2 separate regions of the Sus scrofa genome follow, and region 2 is linked to region 1. A link is a contact called in public HiChIP or PLAC-seq data. All regions are on one chromosome and are shown on one strand. Each heading gives the region's core, a stretch centred on a gene start, on an enhancer-like site or on the middle of the called end of the contact. The rest is flanking DNA. Distances are from core to core; before and after follow the strand shown. Region 1 holds the start of ADAM8 (disintegrin and metalloproteinase domain-containing protein 8). Region 2 holds the start of MTG1 (mitochondrial ribosome-associated GTPase 1).

The links. HiChIP or PLAC-seq counts read pairs in DNA pulled down with a chosen protein or histone mark.
Region 2: an H3K27ac HiChIP or PLAC-seq map of alveolar macrophages shows a contact between it and region 1. The contact joins the promoter of MTG1 here to the promoter of ADAM8 in region 1. A contact is called at or near these places in 1 of 5 promoter capture datasets (fetal liver) and 1 of 2 datasets of contacts at active chromatin or transcription factors (alveolar macrophages).

Annotation. Positions count from the first base shown.
Region 1 is chr14:141,230,668-141,236,853 of Sscrofa11.1, forward strand. ADAM8 (disintegrin and metalloproteinase domain-containing protein 8) reads right to left here and starts at 3,061. Exons shown (of 24, transcript XM_021073932.1): 1 at 1,409-3,061; 2 at 311-414. The coding sequence starts at 1,454. It overlaps TUBGCP2 (gamma-tubulin complex component 2), which reads right to left. Exons shown (of 18, transcript XR_002338877.1): 14 at 6,047-6,167; 15 at 5,512-5,655; 16 at 5,234-5,362; 17 at 4,450-4,650; 18 at 3,187-3,419.
Region 2 is chr14:141,367,745-141,374,096 of Sscrofa11.1, forward strand. MTG1 (mitochondrial ribosome-associated GTPase 1) reads left to right here and starts at 4,500. Exons shown (of 11, transcript XM_003483583.4): 1 at 4,500-4,691; 2 at 5,715-5,779. The coding sequence starts at 4,580. PAOX (peroxisomal N(1)-acetyl-spermine/spermidine oxidase) reads left to right here. Exons shown (of 7, transcript XR_002338879.1): 7 at 1,556-1,898.

The DNA of each region.
Region 1 (6,186 bases), core at 1,811-4,310:
AATCCCGCCCAGCGCCAAAGTGTAAGTCAGTCTAAGAGGAATCTGACTTAGCGCAGGAGTGAAACTGGGGAGTGGCCCCCGCCCGCAGGGCTCCTGAAAGAAGACTGGACGGCCCCAGCGGATGCCACCCCGAGGCGGGGCGGGGGAAGGTGAGGCCTGGGGGACGAAGGGGCAAGGCAGTTTGGCAGAGACCCCCCAAGTGGGCTCTGTTGCCCTAAGGGGCCTGCCCAGCCCTCAGCCTTGAAGGCGGCCACTCACTGGATGGGCTCCCAGAAGGGAACCCCTGGGCGGGCCTTCTGCCGAGACTTACCGAGGGGGAGGGCAGGGCTCGGCGGGCGCGGGGTCCTGGCAGGCGCCGGGGCCACACCACCTCGTACTGCTCCAGGTGGGGCAGGGCAGCCCTGGGGGCGACCACTGCCGGAGAGGGTGTCACTCAGAGCACAGTGCCCTGCTGCCCTGGGGGGTCCCTTCCCAGTGGCTGTGGGCCCTGCCCTCCTCTTGGGGAATCGCCTGACAGCATGGGGACCGCAGCGCCGGGACTACAGGGTGAAGAGGGGGCACCACAGGGCGGGCACAGCAGACTCTGAGGTCCGGCTCCCCAGCCCCAGGGTGGATTCTGCATCCAAAAGACCACACGACCCCCAGAGCCAGGGGCGACCGGATGCCCCTCCCCCTCTCCAGAACCGAGGACTCGCGGGGCTGCCCGCCCAGCACTCCGAGCTGAGACTCTCATCTCAGCCGCTCACACAAGTGCATCTGCCTGTAGGGTTCACCCCAGCCCAGATCTAGGAGCTGCCCGTATCCATCACCAGCAGCAGGGCCAGAGTCGAGGACCAAGGGTGATGATTATTTTCTCCCTTTCAAGGTGTCAGTGGTGTGTTTCCAACACCACTGTCCGGCAGCCCTCCAGGAGTCAGAGCCGGAGGGTGGGCCAGCCCAGGGCCCCTGCGCAGAAAGCACCCTCTCCCCAGAGCCCCAGGAGGACCTCAGGACCCAGGGCCAGCCGCATCGTCAGTCCCCCCAAGGGAGAGGCAGGTCCATATGTGGCAAGACAACCCCTGGGGTGCCCCTACACCTCAGCACCAGGCCACTGCTCCCCGTGCCCCTTCCCTGCCAGGCTGGGGTCCTGGTGCAGGTGGAGGCGGGGGCTGCTCCAAGGCCTTGGGATGGAGCCCAAGCAACTGGTCCCCCCTGCTCTGTCCCTGCACCCCCCCCCCGCCCAGGAAACGCCCAGGTGGCCATTTCCCCCCACAGTTCTCTTTTGAAGTTTCTGTCTCCAGGGCCTCACCCCTGAGTGGCCACTGGCCACCTCTGCCTCCAATGACTCCAAGAGACCAGCCCAGAGCCCTGTGCGGGGCGCAGGGGGCCAGGGGACCAGAGGAGCCAGACCCCGACACCCAGCACTCACCCTGCAGCCACAGCGAAGCCAGCAGCGGGAGCTCGAGGCCGCGCATGGCACGGGGTGGACGAGGGAGGAGGTGGCCTGAGGGTCGGGGCCTGGCAGGCTCAGGGCCCGAGGTTCCAGGGTCCAGGCCAGGGATCTGGAGGTCTGGGGTCGTTCACGGTGAGCGCGAGGAGGAAGTTCCGCGCCCAGCGGCGCAGTACTGGCTCAGGGACTCACTCCCGCGCGCCCCGCCCTGGCGGCCAGCCCCCCGCCCGCCGCCAATCGGCTCCAGGGACGCTGGGAGGGGCGGGGCCTGGGCACCTGGGGGCCAGCCCCGCCCCGCCTCCCAGGTGTATTTCTGGTCCCCCGCGGCTCTTGGATAGTGTTGTCCCTTATCCAGGGTCCAGCAAAACTTGATAAGCACGGACCGAATTAACGCAGGGGTAGGTGGACACGCTGACCCGGGCCACTCTGGCCTGGTACCTGGGATTCAGGCCTCCTGCAGCTGGACTGGCTGGTGGGGCCCAAGCCTCGCTGCTGGATGTGCTCCCTGGGCCATGTCCAGGCTGCAGGTGAAAGGGCGTGGGGCCCACAGGGCTCCAGACCAGGCAGGCAACGGCCCACCATCTCCCCCAAAGTGAATGGCAGAAAAGCAAGACAAGGCGGGAAGGGCCACACACACTTTGGGGCATCTCGGGCGCAGGTGACAAGCCCCAAGGCCACAGTGACGGCGCAGGCAGCTCCTGTCCCTGAGCTCACACCCAACTGCGTGTTACGAAACCACGCAAACCCTCCTGGCAACTGCACTTCTCTTCTCTGGTGCCACATATGCCACCTGAAAGCAGAAGTGCCGAAGCAGCAAGCCCCTATTTGGGCAAAAACACCCACGGTGAGCTGCCCAGACCAGGACACTCGGCTCACCAAGGACGCCACACTGGTGGCCAGGACCCCCACCCTCCACCCCATGCCCACAGTCCGCTCCCTCCCACCGTCACCGCGTGCAACCTGGAGGTGCCTCAGAAAACCCCGCTGCCCAAGCCTAGGACAGGGGCCCGGGGCTTTGGGACTTGGGGTCAGATGGGCATCTGTGCTCAGCTCCCGAGTTGCACAAGCTGGGACTGCAGCAATTCGGTCAGCAGATAAGCCTGCTTACTCACAAGTCATGCCTGCACACACGGCAGCTGAGGAGAGGAAGCAGTTTGTGGCTTGCAGCCACCCCTCAGCTCCGGGCATCCCCTCCACAGGGCACCCCTGTCCTTGGGCACCCTCATCAACCCTCATCTGCCCAGGGGCCTCCTGGAGCGGATGGTCAGAACTCAATCTTGAAAATGGCACACGTGGAATTCAGCGGAAAGAGGCAGCTTGGCTGGGAAGGGCCCACAGCAGCACCAAGGTATTCACGGCAGGTCGCCCCCAGGAGGGCTGGACAAGGCTCGGCCCCACAGGACACAGCCCTTGGCCCAGGCAGCTCATCCATCCTCAGAGGTGACTCACATGCCAGGCCACTCCAGCTACAGGACCAGGGGCTCTGCTGCCCCCTGCTGCCCAGACCAAACCCAGGCCCACAGTTTGAGGGCTTCCTGCTGACCTCAGGGAGCCCTGCCCCAGTCACAGGGACAGGGGTGGGCACCAGGCTGCGACGGTGCCCCCGCGGCACCACGGAGACCGTGCTCACGTTGTTCAGATGCTGTGTGTTTTGACTGTGTCTTACTCGAGGCCAAAAAAATTCTTTAAAGTGACTCTGCTCAACTCAGAAGTGTCTGGTCTGAGTGTGTGAACCCTGAGAAACGACAGGAGATGAGTGCAGATGCTTCTAGACTTTATGCTTAAACAAGAACACACGCACACGAGTTCCAGGAACTCCTGATGAAAGACCTCTGAACTCATCCACCTGCAGCTTCACTGTGCGGTGACGGCGACCCTGGGCACTAGAGCTGGGGGCCCCCGAGGCCCGGGCACTGGGGGGGCTGCCTTCTGGCTCCTCTCTGCGGACAAGCGCTCTAGCCGCTCGGTGTAGAAGCCGTTAAAGTCAAGCCTGTGGGGAAGCAAGTGGGGTCCTTGCAGATATGGGGGCGGGGGCTCCCCTGGGGGCTGTGCTGGCAACCCCCTTTCCGGCCCACAGCGAAGGGCCGGCTCTGCCCCAGGCGCCGGGGTGCTCAGGTGGCCAGCACCCGTGGGCCCTGGGTTCCGCCTGCCCCAGCGTTGCTGGCATGGGAGCTGGGCCACAGGAGGACGCTAAGCTGAGACGGACGCCTCCAGGCCGGATGGCGGGGCTCTGCAACCCTGGCCCAGGACCCAGAGACGCCTGTGGGCAACACAGAGTGGTCCCGAGGCTTGGCTAAGTCTCAGGCGGCCCACCAGGCTGCCCCTCCCCACCAGGCGCCCCCCTCAAGTGAGAAGACCACCACGACCCCCTGAGGGGCAGGGACCCACAAACCCTGCTGGCCAGTCTGTAGCCACCACACCCCCGTCCTCTCCACACAGACCCTACGGACTCCTGCTCGCATCAGACCTGTATGCTGGCCGTTCCCAGGGTTGCTGAAGTGCACCCCAGACAGTCACGGCAGCTCGAGGTGCTGGTCTGAGGCACAGCCAGCCCCATGCACCCAGCAAGGCAGACCGGATGAGCTGACCGGACCCCCCCCCAACTGCTCCCAGCGACTTCCTGTCCCCCCGCTCCCCCCAGGACAGCACCTCATTGCTCACCTGCAAACAGGGCCAAAGGGCCCTTCTAGTGCCCTGGGTCCTGGCTCAGGCGCACAGCGCTGAGTGCAGTTGACCAGGGCCCTGGGGGCACTGACAAACTGGGGGACTGATGGGGCAACCCGGTGCCCACTGGTGAACACACACACGTGTGTGAGCACACCCATCTGGGAATGCACACACGTGAACACACACACGTGTACACGTGCTGTCCCCCCAGCAAGTGACCAGCAGTGGTGGCAGCAGAGGAAGGAGGCCAAGGACAGCGGCCTCAGCCGAGCCGATGTGGCCCCAGTCACACCTGCCCTGGGTGACGGAGGGTGCATGGCGAGCGGCGTGGACGCGAGGGCCGTGGCGCCCACCTGGAGATGACGCTGGCCATGCCGTGCTCGCAGTCGCTGGTGCTGTAGATGCTCAGCCGGGCCAGGAGGTCGAGCAGGTGCGCTGAGAAGTTCTTATCGAACTTGGTGATGGTGGCCTCAAAGCTGGAGGCCAGCTGCGGAGCGTCCACGTGCTCGGCCAGGCACTGCAAGACACGCCACCTCCGGCGGCTCAGCCTTTCTCTTTTTTTTAATAGAAGAAAGTGTCTTGGGAAGTTTTCAGTGATAAGAGGTAAAAAGACAGGCCAGTGTGAAAATTCCTGAGACGCAGGACATGCTGCGGTAGCTGGCCTGCCTCCCCTGCCACTGGGCGCCCGGAAGAAGCGGGCCCCGGATCGTGCAGCCCAGGGATTGAAGCTGACCCTGTTTTCTCTGGGTGGGGGCGCACCCTGGGCTGTCCGCCCGCCCCCCGGGATGCAGCTGCTGAGCCGCCTGCCCCTTCCGGTTCAAGACAGACCTCTGCCACAGCCACTGCGGGACCCACAGCCCCAGCCTCTGCGGTGCGCCCTCAGCCCAGCCCCACCACCTCACCCCGACACCCCTGGGGAAGTGGCCTCGCCCGGAGCGCGGCAGGCTGGGCTCTGCACCGTGGAAAGCGAGGCGCTCTGTGCCTGCGTCGGGCACGCCACCTACGACGGCCTTTTCTCTCATCGGGGGAAGAGGAGTGGGAGGGTGGCGGCGGGGCGGCAGCGAGGTTGCAGTCCTTACGCCGCGTCAAACCCGAGTGGGAGGAAGGAGGTCCCTGGGACCCCGCCGGGCCACCCACCTTCCGGGCGAGCTCCTTCCGGGCCCGCTCCTCAGCCCGCTCGGCCTCCGTGGGCGGCCCCAGCATCGCGCCAGGCTCCAGAGCCGGGTGGCCCAGCTCGCTGTCCAGCTTCATGCTCTGCGTGAATCTCTGGGGTCAGGGGGACACACGCGTCAGCCAGGCTGACCTGCTCCGCGTGTCCCGGGGCCGGGCGGCAGTCGGGGCACGGGTCCCCTGAGGCCGGGGCTGGGGCCAGGCGGCGGTCGGGGCACATGTCCCCGGGGCTGGGGCCGGCGCACCTGCAGGCAGTTGGTGAACATGACGCACACGGACATGAGCTTGGAGAAGACGCGCAGCAGCTCGGGGTTGGTGAGCATGCAGTCCTTGAGGCAGTTGTCCAGGAAGCTCGCGTGGTGCCCCAGCACGTCGTCGATGTTGGAGGCCTGGCGGGAGGAAGCGACGCGTGGCTGACGCTCAGGGCGCTCGGCTCTGCTTCCTTCTTTAAGGGGGCCCGTGTTCTTTTGAGGGGCGACTTCCAATACCCCTGAGAGGACGCAGCAAATGTGCCTCCCAAGTCCAAGGCTTGGGGGTGCAGACAGGGAACACGGGGAGACCCAGCTCTGGCACCTTCTGCTCCTGGATCTGGGGCCCGGGAAGGGCTGGACAGGGCACCAGCCTGGGGCCGAGGCTCCGAGGGAACCGCTCGCTCTCCCAGTGGCCTGACCCGGGCGGCTGCCCCCAGCCCCCCCCACCGGTCCTGCGCGCTGCCCTCTTCTCCTACCGCGGCCCCCTGCGGACCCCGCCAGGTGTTGTAACGCGCTGGCCCACACTCACGGATCTCAGGTTCTGCTCCAGGACGTGCCAGGTCGGCTCCATCACTTCGAACATCATGTAGGACTGGATGTTCTGGACGAAGTTGAGCATGCGCTGCCGCAAGGTGAAGGCACCAGCGAACCTGCGCGGGCGGCGGCCTC
Region 2 (6,352 bases), core at 3,250-5,749, 140 kb after region 1:
TGGGGGGCCCTCCGCCGCCCCCTTCCCAAACTGTTCTGGCAGATTCTGATCTGTAAATGACGGGCTCACGCTACTACCTAAAGAATTTTTTAAAAAATTGAACTACAGTTAATTTACAATGTTGTGTTAGTTTCAGGTGTACAGAAGAGTAGTTCAGTTATGCACACATTCTTTCTCAGATTCTTTCCCATCATTCATTATTATTATTACTATTTTGTCTTTTTTGTGCCGTACCCGTGGCACATGGAAGTTCCTCGCCGTCGGAAGCCCATCCAATTCCTGGAGCCGGATAGACCCCTTTCCTATGAGGAGTGTCCGAGAATTCAGAGCCGTGTAGAAGCACACGCCGGGCGGGCCACGCGCGAGCTGGAAGCCACACCCTCAGGGCTTCGAGGATGTTCTCCATCGGCAGGGCTGGGACTTTCATTTTTCTTTTTCTTTTTTTTTTTTTTTTTTTCGGTCTCTTTGTCTTTTTGGGACCGCACCCATGGCATAGGGAGGTTCCCAGGCCAGGGGGAGAACTGGAGCCGTGGCCGCCGCCTATGCCACAGCCAAAGGATTTTCTTGAATTATCATTTTTGTTTTGTTTTTGTTTCTTTCCTTTTTTGGCCATCTCTGTGGCATATGGAACTTCCTGGGCCAGGGATCGAATCCAAGCTGGAGCTTTGACCTACCTCACGGCTGCAGCAGTGCTGGATCCTTAATCCACTGCGCTGGGCCCGGGGATTGACGTAGCATCTCCACAGCAAGAAGCCGGACCATTTACCCACTCCGCCACAGTGGGAACTCCTCATCAGTTTTCTATTTTAATTTCCTCTTTTTCTGGATTTCTGTCGTTTGGATGGTGGACTTCTGAGCTGGCCCTTGAATTTTCTCTTTTCCCTCCTAATTTCCTTTGGTTTTCTTTTGCAGTGATTTTATTAATGATAGCAATGTAGTGGGGGGTTTTTGTGGTTTTTTTTTTTCTTTTTTCTTTTTCTTTTTAGGGCTGCATGTGCAGTATATGGAAGTTCCCAGGCCAGGGGTCCAATTAGAACTGCAGCCGCAGGCCTATCCCACAGCCAGGCAATGCAGGATCCAAGCTGTTTCTGCAACCTACACCACAGCCATGGCAACACCAGATCTGAGCTGCATCTGTGCTCTATGCTGCAGCTCATGGCCATGCTGGATCCTTAATCCCCTGAGCAAGGCCAGGGATCGAACCCACAGGCTCGTGGACATTATATTGGGTTCTTAACCCGCCATGCCACAGTGGGAACGCCTTCTCTTCATTTTCTGCTCTGTGTTTTGGGCAGTGTTCTCAGTGTTGTCTCCCGAACAGTCTGATGAGTTTTCCGTTTCATGGTCATGCTGGAGTCCAGCCGTGCCTGCTGTCTGAGGGGTCTTCACTGCTGTTGCTCTTTTCTGGGGCAGCCGCTGTGGTGCTGCCCTTGTCTCCTTGTCACATCAGGATGCAGGGTGCAGGAGGACCAAAGCCGGCTCTGCAGCTGGGTGGGAGGGGCGTGACGTTGTGGCCGTGCGCTGGCACCCGCCCTGAGCCCACCCTTCTTTGCAGCTCCAGGTGCTGTTTGCGGGGGAAGCCACACACCGGACATTTTACTCCACCACGCACGGGGCTCTGCTGTCCGGCTGGAGGGAGGCCGACCGGCTCATCAGTCTGTGGGACCTGCAGGCACAGCGGCCCGGGCCCAGGCTTTGAGCCTGGCTCTGCCCCCCTGGTCCCGGGGAGGCTGGCACCACCCTTTCCTCTGACGGACAGGTTCAGCTGGGTTGGAATTTGGGGTGTCAGTGTCACAGGGGTCAGGTCGCTGCAGTACAGCCAGGGCTGATCGCGAAGTCTTCCTGGAGACACCGGATGCCACTGATGGGCCTGGCGGAGCATAAAGTGTGGAAACGCACCCCGTGTCCAGTCATCCTTGTGCCTTGGAGCTGCGGCAGGCTCGCTCTGTCCTCGTTCCGCCCCAGGCCCCGGTCACTGCAGGGCCCTGTGCCCCCAGCATGACCTGCCCCCCCCACCACCACCCTGTGCTTGCCCCTTACCCTGGGGGCGATGCCCGGGGCTCTGAGTCCTCAGGGCGGGTGGTGATGCAGCCCACAGACCGCCCTTTGTTCATCCATAGACACTTCCATCAGGCACTGGCTGCCCCTCGGGGTGGGGGGTACCCTGTTCTAAATTGAGGGCAGAAGGAGGAAGTGAACAGTGAGGCCTGAGGGTGCAGAGGAGCAGGGTGCCCTGGGCGGTGTTGGGGTAAGCATGATGGGGTGCGCTGGGGGTGTGGGGGTGTGGGGGCCTGGATGCTGCCCCGTAAGCATGATGGGGTGCACTGGGGGTGTGGGGGTGTGGGGGGGCCTGGATGCTGCCCCGTAAGCATGATGGGGTGTGCTGGGCAGTGGGGGGTGTGGGGGGCCCGGATGCTGCCCCCATCTTGCCTCACTGTGTCCTCAAAGCGTCCCAGGGGATGGGTTGCATGGCTCTCATCTCAGCTGAGGAGAGGACAGAGGCCTCGAGGTGAGGCAGGCAATGCCAGGGCAGAGCTTGGGCCTCTTTCTAGGACCTCAGGGAGGCAGTACAGTTGGCGGGAGGTGCAGGAGCCGCAGAGACTTGAAACTGCACATGGCAGGCATGGGGCTCACTGGCCTGGTACCCACCTTGAGGTCAGTGGCTCCTGTCCCTCCTCAGACCTCAAGCTGCAGTCTGTGTCCTGCTGACTGAGGAGCATATGTGTGCCTGGAGAAAGGCCTCTGGGCTCCTCTCCAGCTTCAGGAGGCCAGATTCTTGGCCGTGGTGCCTACTGGACCATAGCAGTGCTCCAGCCTGGCACCTTATCAACTCGTCTTAGGTCAAAATGCCCTCTGACCTCAGAAGTCGTGTGTCTGCTGCTTTGTGTCCCTGGAGTTATCTTGTTTGAGGCACCTACCGGTCAGACAGTTGTGAGAGGAATCCAGAATTCAGCAGAGGTTTTTTTTTTTTCTTTCTTTTTTTTTTTGTCTTTTTGCTATTTCTTTGGGCCACTCCTGTGGCATATGAAGGTTCCCAGGCTAGGGGTTGAATCGGAGCTGTAGCCACTGGCCTATGCCAGAGCCACAGCAACATGGGATCCGAGCCGCCAGTCTGCAACCTACACCACAGCTCATGGCAACGCCGGATCGTTAACCCACTGAGCAAGGGCAGGGACCGAACCCGCAACCTTATGGTTCCTAGTCGGATTTGTTAACCACTGCGCCACGACGGGAGCTCCCTCAGCAGGGTTTTTTAAAATTTCTATTTCTTTTTTCTTTTTAGGGCCACACCCAAGGCATATGGAAGTTCCCAAGCTAGGAGTCAAATTGGAGCTACAGCTGCCAGCCTACGCCACAGCCACAGCAATGTGGGATCCAAGCTGCATCTGTGACCTACACCACAGCTCATGGCAGCACTGGATCCCTGACCACTGAATGAGGCCAGGGATTGAAACCGCATCCCAGTCAGATTAATTTCCTCTGAGCCACAGCGGGAACTCCAGCAGGGTTTTTTTCAGTTCTTTGGTCCTAGGACCATGAACGAGGGTAGCTTCTCTCGGCACAGAGTCTGTGTTGTTGGCATCCAAGGGTTCCTGAGTCAGGTGCTCTCTAGGTCAGAGGGATGGTCTCCACCCCAGGACAGGTTAGCCCTGAGTACGAGAAGGTTTAGGGACTTCAAAATGACCGTAATAACATCCTCGTGCTGATAATCTGAGCATCTTTGGAATTTTGGGTGGTGGTTTTAGAGATTCCATTCGTGTGGTATTCTTGTAACAAAATGCAGTCAAGTAACTGCTCAGACTTCCAACTGAAAGTTAAAAGCCAACCACATTGATATGGAGCATTGGAACAGGGAAGAGAATAACAGGCATTGAGCATTCACAGGCCTAATTTAGCAGAACTGCAGTTGGCATTTACGAAAGGTTTGTAACATTAAAGCCCAAAGTACTTGAAAAGGAAAGAGAATACTCCTTTATAAGTTTAAAAATCTGAAAAATTTTAACCAAGTTTGTAAAAGGAACCAAACATTGACAGCAGACTGCTAAATTTTGTTACTTAGCATAGGCTTAAGGAAGAACTAGGAGCGTTTTTTTTTTGTTTGTTTTGCTCTTTAGGGCTGCACCTGCAGCCTATGGAAGTTCCCAGGCTAGGCAGCCAATCGGAGCTGTAGCTGCCAGCCTATGCCACCGCCACAGCCACAGCAACGAGGGACCGAGCCGCAACTTCGACCTACAGCACAGCTCAAGGCAACACCGGATCCCCCACCCATTGAGCGAGGCCACGGATAGAACCCGCATCCTCGTGGACACTAGTTGGATTCGTTTCCGCTGGCCACAACAGAACTCCCCGACCGAGGAAGTTTTAATTTAAGGAATGTTATTGAGCTCAAGACCCCTAAAACCTCCCGGCATCCCACAAGCCCACGCCTGGCTCGGAGCCCGCCCCCGAGCTCCGCCCTCCGCCGGCGGCAGCGCTGTGCGCACGCGCGGGCCGCCCCCGGAAGCTTGGAGCCCGGAACGCTTGTGCCGGGTCTCGGGCCGGCCGGAGGAGTCCGTCGCCGGGAGCGGTCCGCGGCGCCATGCAGTTGACCCCGCGCGCGCTGTGCGCCGCCGGCCGGGCCGCCTTTCGGGAGAGCTTTCCCGTGGGCGGTCGCGACGTGGCGCGCTGGTTCCCAGGCCACATGGCCAAGGGTAAGGTCTGGCGGGCCGCTGCGGGCCGCACCGTCTACCCGGCTCTTCGTGGATCTCCCTGGAGCGGGGCGGGCGGGGGTTGCGGGGACCTGGTGCCTGGTGCCCGGCAAGGCCCTTCTGCCGCTCGGTTCCCGAAGCTTCGGTTCCCAAGTATGCGCTTAAAGATGTAATTTCCTGAACATTTTGAGAACTAAATGAAGTAGGGGTGCGAAGGCACTTTCGAAGTTGTAGTCAGCTTTTTAATCACCCAACACCTTTGAGACTTAGGTCGAGTCGTTGTTGTCCTCTACCTAAATCCCTCTGGGAATACCTTTCCGTTCATTTGTCAGAATTTGGCCCCAGGAAGACGTTTGGCAGGGGTCCAGCCGGTCTCACCGTGTCGGATTGCCCGCTCCTTCTGCGGTTTAGTGTGTGCGTTGTGCGTGATTCCCGGCGCGCCTGCTCTGCAGGGCTCGGTGCTGAGCGCTCCGCGCAGAGCTTAAATACTGCACCCAGCGTCGCCCACTTGTGGAAGCGGTGGAGGCGGACAGGCTCTGGCCCCACCCTGTGATGTGCAGCTGCCCCTCAGGTCCGGACCTGAGCAGCTCTCCCCCTGCCCCCGAGCCCCTAGGGTTGAATTTGAAGGAGGTGCTCAGCAAATAGTTATAAGTTATTGTTTCTTAGAGCACTGCACCGAGATGTATTCTTTTTAGGTCGTTTATGATGGCGTGTCATTCTTTTTTTTTTTTTTTTTTTTTTTTTGTCTTTTTAGAGCCGCAGCTGTGGCATATGAGGTTCCCAGGCTAGGGGTCGAATTGGAGCTGTAGCTGCTGGCCTAGGCCACAGCTTAGGGCAACGCTGGATCCTTAACCCACTGATCGAGGCCAGGGATCGAGCCCACGTCCTCATGGATACTAGTTGTGTTCTTTAACCACTGAGCCATGACGGGAATTCCTGATGTGTCATTGTTGACAGTTCGACTTAATTCCTCTACTGGTGTTAAAAGGCCATGCCTCCCTTAAGCGTCCTCTTTCTCTTTCCCAGGGCTGAGGAAGATGCAGAGCAGCCTAAAGCTGGTGGACTGTATCCTCGAGGTCCACGACGCCCGGATATCCTTTGGTGGTTGTGACATTGCCTTTGTCCTGTTCTGGCCCAGAGCTCTTAAAACTCAAGGATTTCCCAAGTGAGGAGCATAGAGTGTCTTTTCTTATGTTAATGAGGTGATTTTGAGAAGATCCTAGGTCATCCTAGAGGGGGAGCTGGTTGCGGGGGGAGCCAGCCTGAGGTGGGAGGGTTAGAACTTCGATTCTCACCCCCTGACCTCAGGGCAGGGAGAGGGGCTGCTGATCGAGTTCACTCACCAAAGGCCAGTGATTCCTTCTGTCGGGCCTACAAGATGAAGCTGCCGTAAACCCCTGACGAGTCAGGTCCTGGATGCAGGTTGGCGCCTGGGTGGAGATGCAGGGAGAGTGACACGTGGACAGCTTGGAGTCTCTGAGTGCCCTCCCCATGTCCCCACCCCTTCCATCTGACTGTTCCTGAGTTAGGTCCTATTATAATAAGTCTAATCTAGTAAGGTACGTCTTTTAATTCTTGAGCCCTTCTAGCAAACTAATTTGGCTAGAAACCAAGGAAGGGGTTGTGGGAACCCCTGATCTAGTCATTTGGTCAGAAGTGACAGG